Linked DNA regions of Mus musculus: region 1 is linked to region 2. Evidence: chromatin contacts called from public HiChIP or PLAC-seq data. All regions are on one chromosome and are shown on one strand. Each heading gives the region's core, a stretch centred on a gene start, on an enhancer-like site or on the middle of the called end of the contact. The rest is flanking DNA. Distances are from core to core; before and after follow the strand shown.

Region 1 (3,079 bases), core at 19-2,518, 41 kb before region 2:
TACATTCCTCCAACAACAAATACAAAAAAATTCTAATCAAACTATTAATCAGCTCTTATTACAGGATTACCAGCTGCTGCCTACAGAAGATACTCTGTCCACAGAGGAACCTGATGTGAATGTTTACCAAGTGGATCCCGATGGTGAAAGTCAGCTACACCCCAAAATTGACGACGCCCCTAGACATCAGGAAGCAGCTTAAGAGACGCGACGCCCTCATCCCCCCCCCTTTCTTTTCTTCTCTTTATCTTTTTTTTCTTTTTGGTTTTTCCTGCCCGGCCTTCTCTTTATAATAATAAAAAGGAGGTATGTTGTTCTAAGGACCTCCGAAACCCGTGACATCGCATAGGCGCAACCCACACACCTGTTGTCAAGGCAACAGCCACCATATTCCCAGAATTCACTTGCCTCACCTCCCACCTTTACCTGTGACTATTTCACCATCCATTTATAAAGAAATGTTCCCTTGATCTCTCTCCCCCCTCCTCTCTTTCTACTGCCACCTTGCCCTTCTTTCTCTCAATAAACCTCATGTGAATATTCTAGGGAAAAAAAAAAAAAAAAAAAACTTGCCCTGGAAGGTTAGAGTTTTACAGTCATCCTCTGCCATAAGTGAGAAGTCACTTCCAGCACCTAGGTCTGTCAGCTTGGCATCTATAGAGAGGAAACAGTCATGCTCAGATTTATGGGTGACTTTTTGCCATGCCTCCTGGCTACTGTGACTAGTTTCCTGGTTTCTCATAGCATTTCCCGTATGCCTGGGCAAGACTTCTGTGTCAATCCTTCCTGCGGGAGGCTCTGCTCTGCGGCCCTGTTCTGTATGGGCGGGGCATCCTGAAGTGCCGGGGGAAGGGGGGGTGGGGAATCCTGTGCACTACGCATGCGCAGGGCCTCAGCAGCCCAGTCGTCTGGCCAGCTCGGTAGAGCTCCTCCTGGCTATGGGAAGGGCATAGTAATGACCTGAGACTTCTGTAATTCCGCTTTTGTGTCCCTTGCGCATAGAATGAGGTTAATTTGATCCTTACCTTGTGCAGCTGTTTGATGACTGAAAAAATAATCTAGTTTGTCTTTATGCATAGCCCTGCCAGGTACTTATTAGTGCTAGTTTATTTTTTTCCACATACTTCCAGAATCAACAATTGGCTCAAAGGATCCACTTGTTTCCAAAATTGCGGATCGAACAGCCAGAAAACTACACAGGCTTACTGTCCAGTAAGGAGTCAGACAAGTACACCTAGAGGAAGCAACTGGCAGGACTGATGGGAGGGTGCGGGAACTCTGGCCGCGCCCCAACCTGTGCCTAATCCGTTCTCAAATTGACACAGAAGCCCTTCCATGAAGAATCAAGAAGACAATGAAGTTGGAAAAGGCCTGATTGTGAACAAAGACCTACCTAAATAATAGCATGTGGGCCATAGAGCTTTATCTTGTTTCATTTCATTAAGACAATTCACATTGTATCAGAGTCATGACAATCCCAATTCAAATGCTGGGAATGCAAACAGGAACCACCCACTTGCCTGAATCGCGCGCGCGCGCGCGCGCGCGCGCGTGTGTGTGTGTGTGTGTGTGTGTGTGTGTGTGTGTGTGTGTGTGTTTGGGTCTCCTTGCAAACAAGCATGGTAAATACCGTTTACTGTGGATTGTTATTCTGAAGCAGAAAGAGGTCTCTGAGGGTCTTAGAGGGTCTGATTTTAAGGAAGGTTTTTGAGATCTCCCTGCTTAGATGTCATATGGATATGCAAGGCCTGATCCAGCTACTAAGACTACTACCTACTTTATAAAACCACAAAAACATAGCCCGGAATCTGGCATTTTTAAAGTAATGTGATATCCTCCCCCCACCCCCACAGCCCCCACCCCGTACTAAATAAAACAGTCATTAGCATACTACCTAAGAGTCACATGACTTCCTCTGGCATCTCAAAAAGCAAATGGAAAAATTTGAGGTAAGACTATATAATTCTAAATTCTCAGATACTAATGAGATGGTCAGTTCTCCCCTATATTGAGGACTGAGTTTGGCTTTAATGGCTCCTCTATAACCTTAAGATGTTAAATCCAAAAGTAAACCTTAGTTCTTAGCATAAACAAAAATCTTTATACTTTCTTCCTTGAACTACCCCATTTGTAGACTTTTTTTCCCCCACTCTCTTCAGCTTGTCGTGTTCCTAGGCTCAGAAAGCTAGGAGGCCATGGGAAGTGTTATCAGACTTTGCAGTAGGAAGCTGCCACAGGCCTGGACTAGCAGGCTGGCTTGGATTAGAAGCCCTAAGCAAGCTAGCATAGTTAGGCCTCTCCTGGGCATTCTGTTAGATGATAGGTGAGTTGAGATGCTCTTACTTCAATGATGCACCATACACCCTCACATGCTGCTTTTGAAACAGCCGTTTTCAGGATTAGCTAATAATTAATACTTTTGTTCCCATTTAAATCCATTGGTCAGTGAGTGCAGATGTGTACATGGAACCTGAAGCTCAGATTTGGCAAGGCCAGCTGGCCAAAGAGCTCTGGGATCTGCCTCTGTCCCCACTCCCCAGCACTGAAGTTTCAGATACACACCATTAAACCTGACTGTTTACTCATGTGCTCATGCTATTATGATGTTTTCCTGGTTAAGCCATCTTCTTGGTTCTCTTTGTTGGGTTTTTAGCACCTTTTGTTGTAGAGTGAATGAGAAAAAATAATTTCTCTAATTTACACACAAGTGATACAATTTTTTAGCTCATTTACACTAACTGACTATGGAGCCGATGTCCCAGGCATTGAAATGAATTTTTTTCAAAGAGAGAGTGGGTGTGGTTTGTATATTCTTGGGCCAGGGAGTGGCACCATTTGGAGGTGTGGCCTTGTTGGAATAGGTGTGACCTGGTTGGAGTAGGTGTGTCACTGTGGGTGTGGGCATAAGATCCTCACCCTAGGTGCCTGGAAGTCAGTCTTCCACTAGCAGTCTTTGGATGAAGATGTAGAACTCTCAGCTCTGCCTGAGCCATGCCTACCTGGTTACTGCCAAGCTCCCACCTTGATGGTAATGGACTGAACCTCTGAATCTGTAAGCCAACCCCAATTAAATGTTGTT
Region 2 (3,386 bases), core at 704-3,203:
GCTAGAATAAAGCATCTAACAAGAGATATACTGTCCCTGCTCATATACATTAGAGTTTATCCAGAAAGTAATGGATCTTTTGTTTTGTTTTGTTTTTTTGTTTGTTTTGTTTTTCGAGACAGGGTTTCTCTGTGCAGTCCTGGCTGTCCTGGAACTCACTCTGTAGACCAGGCTGGCCTCGAACTCAGAGATCCACCTGTCTCTGCCTCCCAAGTGCTGGGGTTACAGGCGTGCACCACCACTGCCTGGCTGAAAGTAATGGATCTTAAGTACTATCTATTTTCAGGCATAGTCTAACTCTGTTCCAGGCTCAGTTGGAGGCTGTCCACTGCTCCAGCTTCTCAAGTTCCACATCACTGGCTTGGCTCTACAACTTGCTTAATAATACTAATGCTAATGCTAATGCTAATGCTACTAATAATAAAGGCCCACAGTAAAATTGTGCAAATGTTGCAAGGGAGTCTGTTGCTCTCACAGGTGTGATTCTGCTCTCAGATAGAGGCTTGAAAGTAGGTGGAAATCTCTATATGATCACAAACGAAGTTCTTCTACTAGAGCTCCTGTTGGAACTGTGGTCCCTCTCAGCTGAGCCCACAATAAGGCATTTTATCTCTAGATTGACCAGGGCAGGTTTCTCACCGCTAGATTATGTCTCCTTAAGTCTGATGCTAATTGGCTGAAGATGGAGGAAAGCAGACAAAGTTTCTCTGTGTAGCCTGGCTGTCCTGGAACTCACTCTGTAGATCAGGCTAGCCTAGAACTCACAAATATCCATCTACCTCTGCCTCCTGAGTGCTGGGATTAAAGGCATGCATCACCACTGCCTGGCAAGAGTCAAGTTTTTACAAGAACATTGATATAGCTAAGCACCTTCCCTTGAAAGAGAAAAAGCTAAAAGAAGGAATTTTGTTTTTCTAGATTTATTCATCCTGTTTATAAAACAAAATTTGACAAGGAAAAACTAAACAAAAATACAAGAAAAAAAAAACCACTAAAACAGATCAGGACAAAAAAAACAAAACAAAACAAAAACCCCAGACTTTTAAAAAAACATATTTTTAAAGATTTATTATTATATGTAAGTGCACTGTAGCTATCTTCAGACACACCAGCAGAGGGAGTCAGATTTTATTACAGAGGGTTGTAAGCCATGTGGTTGCTGGGATTTGAACTCAGGCCTTTGGAAGAGCAGTCAGTGCTCTTAACTGCTGAGCCATCTCTCTAACCCTTTCAAAATATTTTTTAAAACGTATTTATATATTAAATATGTGTACAGGTGTTTTGCCTCACGCCTGTGCGAATACAGGTGCAGTGCCTGAAGAGGCCAGAAGGCCGCAATGGATCTCCTGGAACTGGAGTTACAGATGTCTGTGAGCCATCTTGTGAATGCTGGGAGCAGAACCTTGGTCCTCTACCAGAGCAGCAAGTACTTTTAATTGCTTAGCCACGTCTCCGGCCCACAATCACACCTTTCAAATACAAGAATCAGTGTGGTTCTAGCATTTTTAAAAAACAAAGTCTTACTATGTAGCCCAGGCTGGCCTGGAACTCACAGAGATCCTCCTGCCTCGGCCTTCTGAGTGCTGGGATTAAAGGCATTTGCTGCTACCCGCAGCTGTAGTTCTGATCTTTGAAATAATAAAAATAACCTGAAATTGAGATCCATACGTGTTTTGTTTTGTTTGTTTGTTTGTTTTTAACAAATGTTCCTTTCAGCTCTCTTTCTTGATAAAAACAAAAAGTGAAACCAGAGACTTTTACAGAGTTACTCGGGTTTTTTTCCTCCTAACGTCTTACTTTTTTAACTTAGCAGTTATATTCCGGACAGTTGTGGCTCTTTTTTTACAGTGAAGGACTTGGAGGCTGCAGGAGGGAAGCGCGGTGAGGGTGGGGTGGGGATAGGCCTCTTAAGGCGGAACTCACAGGCTGCACATCTGTTTTCAATGTTTTGTAAGAGCCAAGAGCCTTCAAGTAAAAACTTTCAGTAAATGACACGAAGAGGAGCTGGGTCCAGGAAGTCACGCACAGAAGAGCCACGGAAATCCCCAGCCAGGGTGGCCACCAAGGGTGAGGAGGAAGTGCGTCTGGTTTTCACCCTGGAGTTCCCCGGAGCCCTGGAGGAAAGCACCGCAGGTCTGAGCAGCCCTGAGCCGGGCAGGGTGGGGGCAGTGGCTAAGGCCTAGCTGGGGACGATTTAAAGGTATCGCGCCACCCAGCCACACCCCACAGGCCAGGCGAGGGTGCCACCCCCGGAGATCAGAGGTCATTGCTGGCGTTCAGAGCCTAGGAAGTGGGCTGCGGTGAGTACGCGCGCGCGTGGGGATCCAGCCAGGGTCCCCGTAGTGGCTCGAGGATCACCGGGGTGACTAGATCCGAAGGAGAACCTGCAAAACCCGTTTCTATGCATCGGTGGTCCTGCGGGAGGGCGACCTACAGGTTGGCCACGCTGACCCTGGCTGCCCCCCCTCCCCCCACCCCCTCCCCGCTTGCGGGAGCTCGACTTTCTGAGTCTTTTCCGGTCTCTGACTTTCTGAGTGAGGCGTAGGTGCCGAGAAGTTGCATTTTAATTAGGCTGCTGCGGGAGGCATCTGGGAGACTTGACACAGTGAGAACTCTGGCGTCTAAGGATGAGCTTGTGGAAAGCTCATGGTTGTTTTCTTGGTGGCCAGCTCAGGAAAACACTACAGCTCTTTCTTTTTTTTTGGGGGGGGGGGGGTGTTTCGAGACAGGGTTTCTCTGTGTAGCTCTGGCTGTCCTGGAACTCATTCTGTAGACCAGGCTGGCCTCGAACTTAGAAATCTGCCTACCTCTGCCTTCCAAGTGCTTGGATTAAAGGAGTGATGGGTGTGTCAGAGACCATTTCACACTATAGCTGACTGGGGCTTTGAACTTCGGAAAAATCCTCCTGCCTTAACCCCTTCAGTGCTGGGATTATAGGCCTGAGTCACTGTACTCAATTTCTCAGCAGTGCTCTTAATCTAGCCGGTAAATCTCTGGAGTCGTTTCTGTCTGCCCCAAGCCAGGTTCTGATCATCCGTTGTAAAAAGCAGGTGCCATTACTATCCCCTTTTCGCACCTAGGAAACTGAGGCACGAGTGGCTTTTCTTAGTCTCACTATGGAGCACTGGTTGGGCTGGAACTGGATAAGTAAACAGGCTGGCTTTGAACTCAAGGAAACACTGACGTCTACCCACCTCTGCCTCCAGGGTAATGGGATTAGGGGCGTGTCTGGCCACTTGGTGGTTTTCTTGCCCAACATTACACTGTTGGTGGAAAAGGGACTGACTCTCTTGAAATCCTGTGATGTGAGACTCCAGAGCATGGGAGTAAATTGCCACGAGGTCAAGTTAGCAGTAATAGGGGGAAATTAACAAATGAAAGTGCCA

The links. HiChIP or PLAC-seq counts read pairs in DNA pulled down with a chosen protein or histone mark.
Region 1: a contact with region 2 is called in an H3K27ac HiChIP or PLAC-seq map of embryonic stem cells, with 48 read pairs. The contact joins the enhancer-like site here to the promoter of Birc3 in region 2. A contact is called at or near these places in 1 of 39 promoter capture datasets (erythroid cells), 1 of 15 datasets of contacts at CTCF or cohesin (CD8 T cells), 5 of 484 Hi-C or Micro-C datasets (all in embryonic stem cells), 5 of 115 datasets of contacts at active chromatin or transcription factors (embryonic forebrain, embryonic stem cells, intestinal crypt epithelium and 1 more) and 3 of 9 other capture datasets (adipose tissue, liver and pancreatic islet).

The regions. Positions count from the first base shown.
Region 1 is chr9:7,912,445-7,915,523 of GRCm38.p6, reverse strand. No RefSeq gene overlaps it. Among named protein-coding and RNA genes, the nearest start is that of Birc3, 41 kb to the right of the region's middle. Within about 2 kb of position 1,268, at least 158 of the 459 cell types and tissues checked have an H3K27ac peak or open chromatin away from gene starts, as enhancers often do. A contact at or near this core is called in embryonic stem cells, intestinal villus epithelium and liver, where this site is marked.
Region 2 is chr9:7,871,737-7,875,122 of GRCm38.p6, reverse strand. It overlaps Birc3 (baculoviral IAP repeat-containing 3), which reads left to right and starts at 1,953. Exons shown (of 9, transcript NM_007464.3): 1 at 1,953-2,300.